Regions from separate parts of the Mus musculus genome. Here region 1 is linked to region 2. A link is a contact called in public HiChIP or PLAC-seq data. All regions are on one chromosome and are shown on one strand. The core of a region is the stretch at or near the end of the contact, and the rest is flanking DNA. Distances in the headings are between cores, read along the strand shown.

Evidence for each region. HiChIP or PLAC-seq counts read pairs in DNA pulled down with a chosen protein or histone mark.
Region 1: a contact with region 2 is called in an H3K27ac HiChIP or PLAC-seq map of extraembryonic endoderm stem cells, with 2.5 times the contacts expected there. The contact joins the promoter of Brf1 here to the promoter of Zbtb42 in region 2. A contact is called at or near these places in 4 of 39 promoter capture datasets (the C10 cell line, the HPC-7 cell line and cranial neural crest), 2 of 484 Hi-C or Micro-C datasets (bone marrow and neutrophils), 1 of 115 datasets of contacts at active chromatin or transcription factors (extraembryonic endoderm stem cells) and 2 of 9 other capture datasets (adipose tissue and liver).

Annotation. Positions count from the first base shown.
Region 1 is chr12:112,997,689-113,002,266 of GRCm38.p6, reverse strand. It overlaps Brf1 (BRF1, RNA polymerase III transcription initiation factor 90 kDa subunit), which reads left to right and starts at 1,646. Exons shown (of 18, transcript NM_028193.3): 1 at 1,646-2,094. The coding sequence starts at 1,911. It overlaps 9230104M06Rik (a long non-coding RNA gene), which reads right to left and starts at 1,543. Exons shown (of 3, transcript XR_001780729.2): 1 at 1,355-1,543; 2 at 841-910.
Region 2 is chr12:112,676,550-112,681,156 of GRCm38.p6, reverse strand. Zbtb42 (zinc finger and BTB domain containing 42) reads right to left here and starts at 2,317. Exons shown (of 2, transcript NM_001100460.1): 1 at 2,212-2,317; 2 at 1-1,781. The coding sequence starts at 1,764. The coding sequence ends at 502.

The DNA of each region.
Region 1 (4,578 bases), core at 397-2,896, 320 kb before region 2:
TCCCTTCTTAGCACTTGTCTTACTGCAATGTACATTGGGGTCACTGAGAAGGGACAAGGCTCAGGGGCATCTGTGAGGAGGTCTGAAGGACCCTGGTCCTCCACCTTGGGACTCTGACCATGGTTATCTCCTAAAGACACCAACTGTATAGGGAACCAGGAGCTCCTGTGAGTGCTTCACTCTGGGTTTCTGGAGTATTGCTTTGTTTTTGTTTTTTTTCCGGACATACCATTGGCTGTCCTGGACCTTTTGAGGCATTCAATGACATGTTGATTTGGGATCCCTTGGGGTGACTCGAGAGCACAGGAACTGTGCAGCACTCCAAATCCTTCAATTCCTTCATTTGCCATTTGACTTTAATATGTATTGTGCACATGATGGTGAGAGGGTACATGTGTGGAGGTCAAAAGAGAATTTTGTGGAGTAAATTCTCTCAGTCCGCCTTTACCAGAGTTCTTGGGATTGAACTCAAGCAAGGCAGACAGATTTGCTTGGCATTTACTTGACGAGCAATCTCACCAACCCTTCCTTTGCTATGTTTTGAGGAGATCCCTCCCAAGTTCTGTTTGTTTGTTTGTGACAGGGTTACTCTATGTATAAAACAGAGTCCTGGCTGGCCTCTAATTCACAGAGATTCACCTGCCCCTACCTCTGGAGTGCTGGGACTAAAGGTGTGCACCAACACAATCGGCTTTTTCCAAGTTGTTGTTCTTGTTCTTCTTCTAAATTGTGTTGATAACGCTGGTTTTGCAAGCTGATCAGAAGTCTGCATATTTACAATGCTTCCCTCTTAGTTTGAGCTCCTGTGGCATCCTGCAGTCTAATTTTGGAGTTTCTTACCTGTAGTAGTGCACAAGATTTGCTAAACTTCCCAAGGACTGACAGGTATGGCTGAGATTGTGAGCAGCGCCTGCGGATGCAGAGGGTTCTGTGTATGCTCTACTTTACCCAGAGCTCACTACCCTACTACCCAGACCCGTTACTGCCAGGAAATAGGAAGTCCTGCTGAGAACTCAGCGTTGAGGTGACCAACTGTGGTCCCAGAGACTGTTCACCCTGGGACTGAGGGATGGGGGATGAGGTGTCTGCAGCAGAGTCTGGGAGAACATTCCAGGTCCCTCTTAAACGCTGCCCCGCCGGCAGTCCTTGATCCTGCCCTCTAGGGCTTGCTGACTCCCCAAGTTACTCCCACTACATCCAGCCCAGGACGCTCCCAAAGCCTATTGTGCCAATCAGTGCAGGCTCCACGGGCCGGGCCTTGGCCGCACACAAGTTACCGCCCACAAACCCATCCCACTACTTTGTTTCCAGATTTCCTCTCTCAGACAATCGGCTCTCCTTCGGCTCCGCATACCGAAAGCTTCGTGGCCTCGGCGCCATCTACAGGCTCCTCCCATACTCGTCCCAGCTCCACCCACCGGCCTACTCCGGGCCCCGTCACTTTAAGCCTCGCCCCTGTCCCAGGCTCCTCCCTCAGCCCGCATTTCCTCCTAGGCTCCTCCCACGGCCCGAGTCGGGTCCCGGGCTGCGCTCCTCGCCCCGCCCCGCCCCGCCCCGCCCTTCTCGCCCGCCCTCCAGTCCCGCCCCGTTGTTGGCTTTTGGCCCGCGAGGCCTCCGGGTTCCAGGTTTGGAGCTTTGCTTCCGGCCGCCCGGAAGGTCGGCGGTTCGGTCCCAGCGTCCCAACGATTCTTGAGTTCCTTTATCGGTCCCGCGGGCGCGGCCGTTGCAGGCAGCGCGGCCCGCACGCGCTGGGCGAATCTGCCGCGACGAATCGGCAGGCGTGGCGCCGGCGGCCTCGCGAGAGTGCGGCGCAGACGGAGGCGGCGCGACGGGCCTTGCGGGCTGAGGGCCGCGGGCGGAGAGCGGACTGCTGAGCGGCTGGGGGGCCGGTGGGGCCCCGCGGCTCCACCATGACGGGCCGCGTCTGCCGCGGCTGCGGCGGCACGGACATCGAGTTGGATGCGGCGCGCGGCGATGCGGTGTGCACGGGCTGCGGCTCGGTGCTCGAGGACAACATCATCGTGTCCGAGGTGCAGTTCGTGGAGAACAGCGGCGGCGGCTCGTCGGCGGTCGGCCAGTTCGTGTCGCTGGACGGTGAGTTCTGCAGCTCGGGCGAGGGGGCCGGGCAGGGCTGCGTGTGCGAGGTCCGAGGGAGGAGTCGAGGCTGGCGGGGAAACTGAAGTAGGTCGTCCTGTGACAGACCGTGGGCAGTCGGACAGGGAAACTGAGGCAGGGCCGGGCCGGGAATCTGCAGCCAGGTCCCCTCCGAGTCCCGTACGCCGATGTAAACTCCGCGATCTGCCCGGTCCAAGCGTCGCGGTCCGGTCCAACGGAGGTCGTCGGGCTGGGTCCCGAAATCTGACAGGCACGGCTTTCAGGCTCGCAGGTTCCGTTTATCCGGTTGGCCACTCTAACAGGTGTCATTGCCCTAAGGGCTATGAAGAAGATGTGCCCAGCCTCAATTCTCTGCCCAGTCGCCTGAGTCCTTATCTTTTTAAAATAAGGGTTTGTTTCCTAACCGTTGAATGTCGAGTCTCTAGGTGAGTTATACTTCCAAGTCTTTCTTTGTATATCTGATTCTTGAGGCAAATGTTACTATTTTGACCAAAGGTTTTACATTTTGAAGCATTCCAATTTGTCGCCTTTTCTTTCTTGAGAGTTTCCTTTGTCACGAATCTAAGATGTCTTTGAGTCACCGCGTTTGTCTTCTAAAAGTTATTGTTTACACTTTTACGCAGTTTTGTTTTTATTTTCTGTAGACTGGGGATCTAGCCCAGGGACTCTGGCACACTAAACAGTTCCCAAATCCCTATGTCAGTGGAAGCCTAGTCCACATTTTTTGAGTTAAGCCTTGTGGAAAGTGGGATGTGCGGGCTGAGGCTCCTTTCTTGTCTGCGGAGGTACCATTTTCCACACATAGTTTGCTGAAAGGATTCCTTTTTTTTTTTTTACATGGAGTTACCATTGTTCCTTCCGCAGAGGTCATTGTCTGCCCCCCTGTGTGAGTCTGCTCCGGGTTCTGTAGTGCATTCAGCCTGACCTTTTGTTTACATTTAATGTTTTGCGATCAGAATTGTGAGCCATCCAGCTTTTGCCTTCCTCTATGGACTAGTGTATTTGTAATCTCTTTCCCTTGGACTGTATGTAACTGTATTTGCATATTTATATGTATTGTGTGTATGGAGCTGGAGCCCAGGTCTTGCTCATACTAAGCAAGTGCAGTGCCACTGAGCTCTCTATGTTCCTAGCTTTTTATGGTTTACTTTGAGTTAGGGTTTTGACAAGTTGTCCAGGCTGGCTTTGAACTTAATCAGTAACCCAGGCAAGCATTGAGCTTGCAGTCCTCCTGACTCAGCCTCTTAAGTAGTTGCAGTTATGAACCTGTACTACCAGACCCAACTTTTTGGGTTTTTTTTTGAGACAAGATGTTCCTGTGTAGACTGGTTGGCCTTGAACTTTTAGCAGCCTCCCCTGCCTCAGTTTCCTAAGTACTGGGATTACAAGCATGCACACCATGCCCTGTGCGGCTGAGGCTGTGTGTGTGGTGTGTGTGTGTGTGTGTGCACAGGCATACATGTATGTGTGGGCACATGAGTAAGGAGGCCCAAAGTTGGCATCAGGAACCCTCCTTGATAGTTCTCCACTTTACTGAGTCAGGGTCTCTTGCTGAACTTGGGGCTCCTGATTCCGGCTACTCTAGCTAACCAGGTTGGCCAAGGGATTACCACTCTCAGCCTCCCAACTGCTGGGGTTATAAGTGGCTAACACTCCTGACCTGCTTTTATGTGCATCCTGGGGATCTGCACAGCAAGCATTTACTCCACTGACCGACAGGACTGTCTCCCCAGCCCGTGCAGCAGATTGTTGAATCTGCTGTGAGTTCCAAAAGCAAGCTCACCTGAGGCATTGTCCTGGGGTATTGGCCTGTAGTTTAACATCTATCAGCCTTAGATGTCAAGGTAATGAATGTACTCCTGAAACAAGTGAGCTGTGTCCCTGCCTCCCCACCCCCCCTTACTTTCTGGAAGGGACTATATACAAACAATGCCCTCTGCGCTCTTTCTCTTTCCTAGTTTCACTATGTAACTTAAGCTGGCCTCGAACTCATGATGCTCCAGCTTCAGTCTCTACACAGCCGAGATTGTAGGCGTGTGCCTACCACTTCTTGCATCTGTTCTTACTTAAATATTAAGGTTTCTCTGTGTAGCTCTGGCTGTCCTGGAACTCAGAAATCCACCTGCCTCTGCCTCCCGAGTGCTGGGACTAAAGGCGTGCGCCACCACAGCCCGGCTTTTTTAACTTTTTTTTTTTTTCCAATATTAAGGTTTCTTTTTCAGCTTCTGTCATAGTAGTAGCTGTAGTTACATTTCAGATAGTCTCTGGCTTGTTCTTGGAATGGGTCATCTAGTTGTGGAATTCATGGAGTTAAGCAAGTAGTGTGCAACTGAGCTTTCTCCCTACCTAGCCCATGTTCTTTATGTCTGCAAGGGACTGTAGCAAAGCCCCTCCATTTCCTTTTGGATATTGGGGTATTGTATTTTTGCCTTTCTGGCTGGTTCACCAGTTTTGTGAATATTT
Region 2 (4,607 bases), core at 1,068-3,567:
TGTTGTGCCTGAGGCCTTCTCAACAGGGGCTCCTGCTGTCACTCACCAGGAATGGCCTGCTCACTCAGTGCACCCTGTTAAGACACTTGCATTAATGACTTTCTTGACAAGTTGAGTCATTCCATCGTGGCATTAGGCAAACAAGGACACTCTCAAGTCTCCCAGCAGGACAGGGAAGCTCCAGGGCAGGAAAACTGAGTTACCTCTCACTGCCCAGTGTGCGGGCAGGCCAGGCACTCTAGAACCTTGCTAGAGAGGACAGTGAGGAAGAAAGTGTCCCTAACTGGGCAGGGTACAACCTCAGGTGTGAGGTGGGGAGAAGGAGAGAAGGCGGCAACCCATCCAAGAAGCAGCAACATTCATTCAGGTTGGCTGGTGCAACCTTCTAGCCTTGGGGTAGTGCTACCACCGGCCTGTGCTTTTTTCCTCTGCCCCAGAGTCCCACCCAGGAGACCCTGCCCCTTTTCTCCCTCCACCTTGGGGGGGATACAGAAAAACACTTCACACAAGCAAGGGCTTGACTAGGCCATAGTGGAACTTGCGGACATGGCGGTACAGGTCACCGGACTGTGTGAATCTGCGCTCACACCAGCGGCAGGCATGGGGCTTCTCCCGCGTGTGGACCACAGCATGCCGGCTTAAGTTGTGTGAGTACTGGAAGCTCTTGCCACACTGCACGCAGGTATAGGGCTTCTCCCCAGAGTGTGTCCGTTCATGCCTCTTCAGGGTGTATGTGCAGGAGAAGGTCTTGCTGCAGAGTGGGCACGTGGGCACGGACCCCTCGGGGGAGAGCCTGGCACGGACACTGTCCCGCTCCCGGAAGTGGGCGCTGAGATGCAGCTGCAGTGCGTGGGTGCTAGGGAACAGCTTGCAGCATAGCGGGCAAATGCAAAGGTGCCTGCTGGGACCCAGCTCTTCACTGTCGAGCACTGGCTCTGCAGGCAGCCCAAGCTGCTGGCTGCCCGTCCCTTCGATGTGCAGTGGCTCCAAGTCCACTGCCAGGCCCTGGGCTGCAGAAGCACAGACTGGTGGTGGGGATCGGTCCGCGCTCTGCGGGCTGCTGCTATCTTGTTCTGAGAACGAATCTTGCTCAGCCTTCACCAGAGGCTGCGCCACTTGCTGTACGGAGCTGCAGAGGGATGTCTGGAGGCGACAGGGTGGGTGTACCTGCTCCGGTCTTGGGCTAGGCTTCAGTGACAGGTCCAGGGCCCCACTTGACTGCTCTGCAACCTGCCAAGACGGAGGTCCAAATGTTGGCAGGGGATGGGTAGCCTTGACCCCTAGAGATGGGTGTTTGGCCTTTGGTGCGGCTTGGCAGAAGGCAGGGGACCAGGAAGGCAGGGGGTGTGGTGGCTGCCCAGGAAGCTCTGTCCCCAGCGTACGGGTCTCCAGATCTGGGTCCTTCTTTCTGAGTCTGCCCTTGCAGACCTTGACGATGTCATACATGTGCAGGTAACTGGCGGCAGCCAGGACGTCCTCGACAGGTAGGTTGTGCAGGTCCAAGCGGCCCTCGTACATGAAGTCCAGCAGGCGGCTGAAGGCGGGTACCGTGACGATGTCGCCGTTGAGCCGCACCGTGTCGCGGCTGCTCGCGGGCTGATCCCTGTAGAAGAGATGGAAGTAGACACTGCACGCGGCCAGTACAGCGCGGTGCGCAGGGAAGCGCGCGTCGCCCACCAGAACAGTGCAGTCGCACAGGAACCCCAGCTCGCGCTGCTGCCTCAGGCGGCCCAGCAGCCGTACGCCGTGCTCCGGGAACTCCATGCCGCCGCAGTCATCACCTGGGCACAAACGGGACGCCTGTCAACACGCCGGGGATGCCGTGGCCCCCGCTCGCCCCGACGCGCCCTTCCCGGGTGCAGGCAGCCCACAGAGAGGCGCGGGAGTGACGCGCGCAACCGCCAGCCCTGAGCTGCCCCGGCACCTGCCCGGAGCAGGAAAAACTCGATCGAAAGTAAACAGAAGCCGCTCTGCCGCCGGGGCGGGGCTCGGGGCGCAGCGGAGGGGCCGAGCCGCGCGGACAGAAAGAAGTCAGGACTTCAGGCTGCCTCGCCCCCCCCCCCCCGCCTGCCGCGCCCCCCGACGCCAGAGTCGCCGCCCGCCCGCACCGCCGCCAGCTGCCACCGCTGCCGTCGGCCCCATTTATGGCAGCGCGGCCGTGGGGAACGGCCGGCTAGGCAGGCGGAGCCGAGTACCCGCCCCTGTGCTCACCTTCGCCGCACGCGCGGCTCTCCGCTCGTTCTGCAAGCTTTCCCGTGCAGCTCGGACCGCACCGAACTGGGGGCGGCGCGCCCCGGCCGGGAGGGCGCGGGGACCCGGACGGCGCCGGGCGGGGCGCGCACTAACTTGGCCGGCGGGGCAACGCCTGCTGCTTGCCCCGCCCCGAAGAGCGAAACTCCCGGCTGGAGCTGGAGGGGGCGGACCGGGCGACTTCCCGGAGCGGCCGAACCGCTGAGGTCACCTCGCTACCCCTTCTCTGTCCGCCCCACCCGGTCAGTCCCGCTAGAAGCTAGCCCGCCGCACTCTGTGACGGGAGGGGGTGCGGGACCCTCTCGCGATACTTGTCTCCTGGGCCTCTGTGTCCTCCATGGGGTCCCGACTGCCCTGGTGGACAAAGGGGCAGTTGCTTCTCCGTGGACTACGGGACAATGGCCTCGGACCCGTTGGAAGACGGTCCTTCAGATGGGTCAGGGCGCCAATGAGAGACCACAAATGTCAAAAAGAAATTCACTTCGCCCTATGAAGATTTCTCTTGAATTCACGTTAACACATCTGGGACAGGCCGTGGAGCTGGGGTCTCAGAGAGAGAATTACCGCCCTCTGCAGACCCTGGGCTGACAGTCAAGCGCACTAAGATCTGTGACAGAGGGCACTGGGTAGGGCAGATGTGGTGGGATGGGTTTAAGACACAATCACAGAGAAGTGGCAGGAGACCTCCGGAGTTAGGCAGACAGGTCACACACAGGATGTAGGAGGAGTGATATGGAGAGAGGCCAGGGCCGGCACCCTGGGCACAGTGTTCCAGGGGAATCAGGGTCAGCAGGGTTTGAGGAGACTCCTGCTTCTTCTGGGGAGAGGACGTGACAATAGAGCCCGGGGTTTAGAGGAGTCGAGGCCCCTTGGCATGGGCTACACCAATGGCTCCCAAGTGTGCAGGCGGAGGGGTATTCTTAGCTGAGGGGGCTTGAAGTTGCTTGAGACATCGCTCACGTTGAGCTTCATTAAGCTTGTCAGTTAGACACTCTCATTTACAGTTCTAGCGTGAGGGAGGGGCCACGCAGTACCAAATCACAGAGCCAGAGTTCCTATGGGGCTAGGCCCGTTCCGAATTTTCACCTTGCATTTGTTAGAAGTCCAGGGACCAATAATGTTGGGTGGGCACCACATAGAGAGCTGGAGGGTAAGTATGAAGGAGGTCTTGCACAGGAATTACAGGGAAAGGGGTTTGGGTAGAATATCCAAAGGCATTCTGGGTAGAGACAGCCGCTGAGTCCTGTCTCTCCCCCCAACCCCCTGCCCGGCTCATTAGACACTCAGAACAGAGTACCCAGTTGTGAAGTGGGGCTTTCTGGCTGTTGGGGACAGCTCCAGGGGGCCTGTTCAAAGTTGTATTGGAAGCCCAAGGGGGCTCCCAGGGTTCCTGGAGGACCTAGATTCTACAGGGAAGAAAACCAGTGTTGTACTAAACGGAGGTTGAAGCAGGGATATTTCAAGTTCTAGACCAGCCTGAGCTACATGGCAAGGCCCAGTCTCAACTTCCTGCCCTGGAAAAGAAATGTATGTGTCTGAAATGCACATTTGACTATATTTTCTTCATCTGGCACCTGCAGTAAGAAGCCTAGAGTCACCTGGCAGTTATCCAGGCACTGCATGGCTGAGGGGCGGAGCTTGGCTGCCCCCAACATAGGAGCCCGGCCGGGGGAGGGCCAGTTCCCTCTGACTGTCCAAGTATTTACCACCACTCTACCTCTGTAGGAATGGCCCACATCCTATGTTCAGAGTAAGCCCAGATCCTACCGTCCCTCTCTGGAGCCTGCCTCTGCCTCAGCCCCTCCCAGAATTAGCATGATTCTGAGCCCCAATATCCGTGGTTCTCAACCTTCCTAATGCTTCAACCTTTTAATAATACAGTTCTTCATGTTGTGGTGACTCCTAACTATAAAATTATTTTTTGTCGCTACTTCATAAATTTAATCTTGCCACTTTTACGAATCGTCCTGTGAACCATCTGCTTTTCTGATGATCTTAGGCGACCTCTATGAAAGGGTCATTTTATCCCCAATGGGTCGTGACCCACAGGTTGAGAACCACTGCCCTACCCCCTTAATAATAAATACCTCTGCTACTGGGGACTAGCAACACGGGAATCAGAGCATATTCTAGGGACCTGTGAAAATTAACTTCAGGGCATACCGTAAGGCGATGTGCCTGTGGTCCTGGGATGTTCTTTCCAAAGTCCCTGACACGGTCTCTCCTCTTTATTCCTGCCTTTGCTTGAAGGTCACGTCTTTAGTGAGTTCCTCCCTGATCCCTCTTGACCTGCAACCCATCCTGCATGGACCTGTGCAGAGTCCAAGGTTGTCCATCAAGGTGCGTCCCTGTTCCTT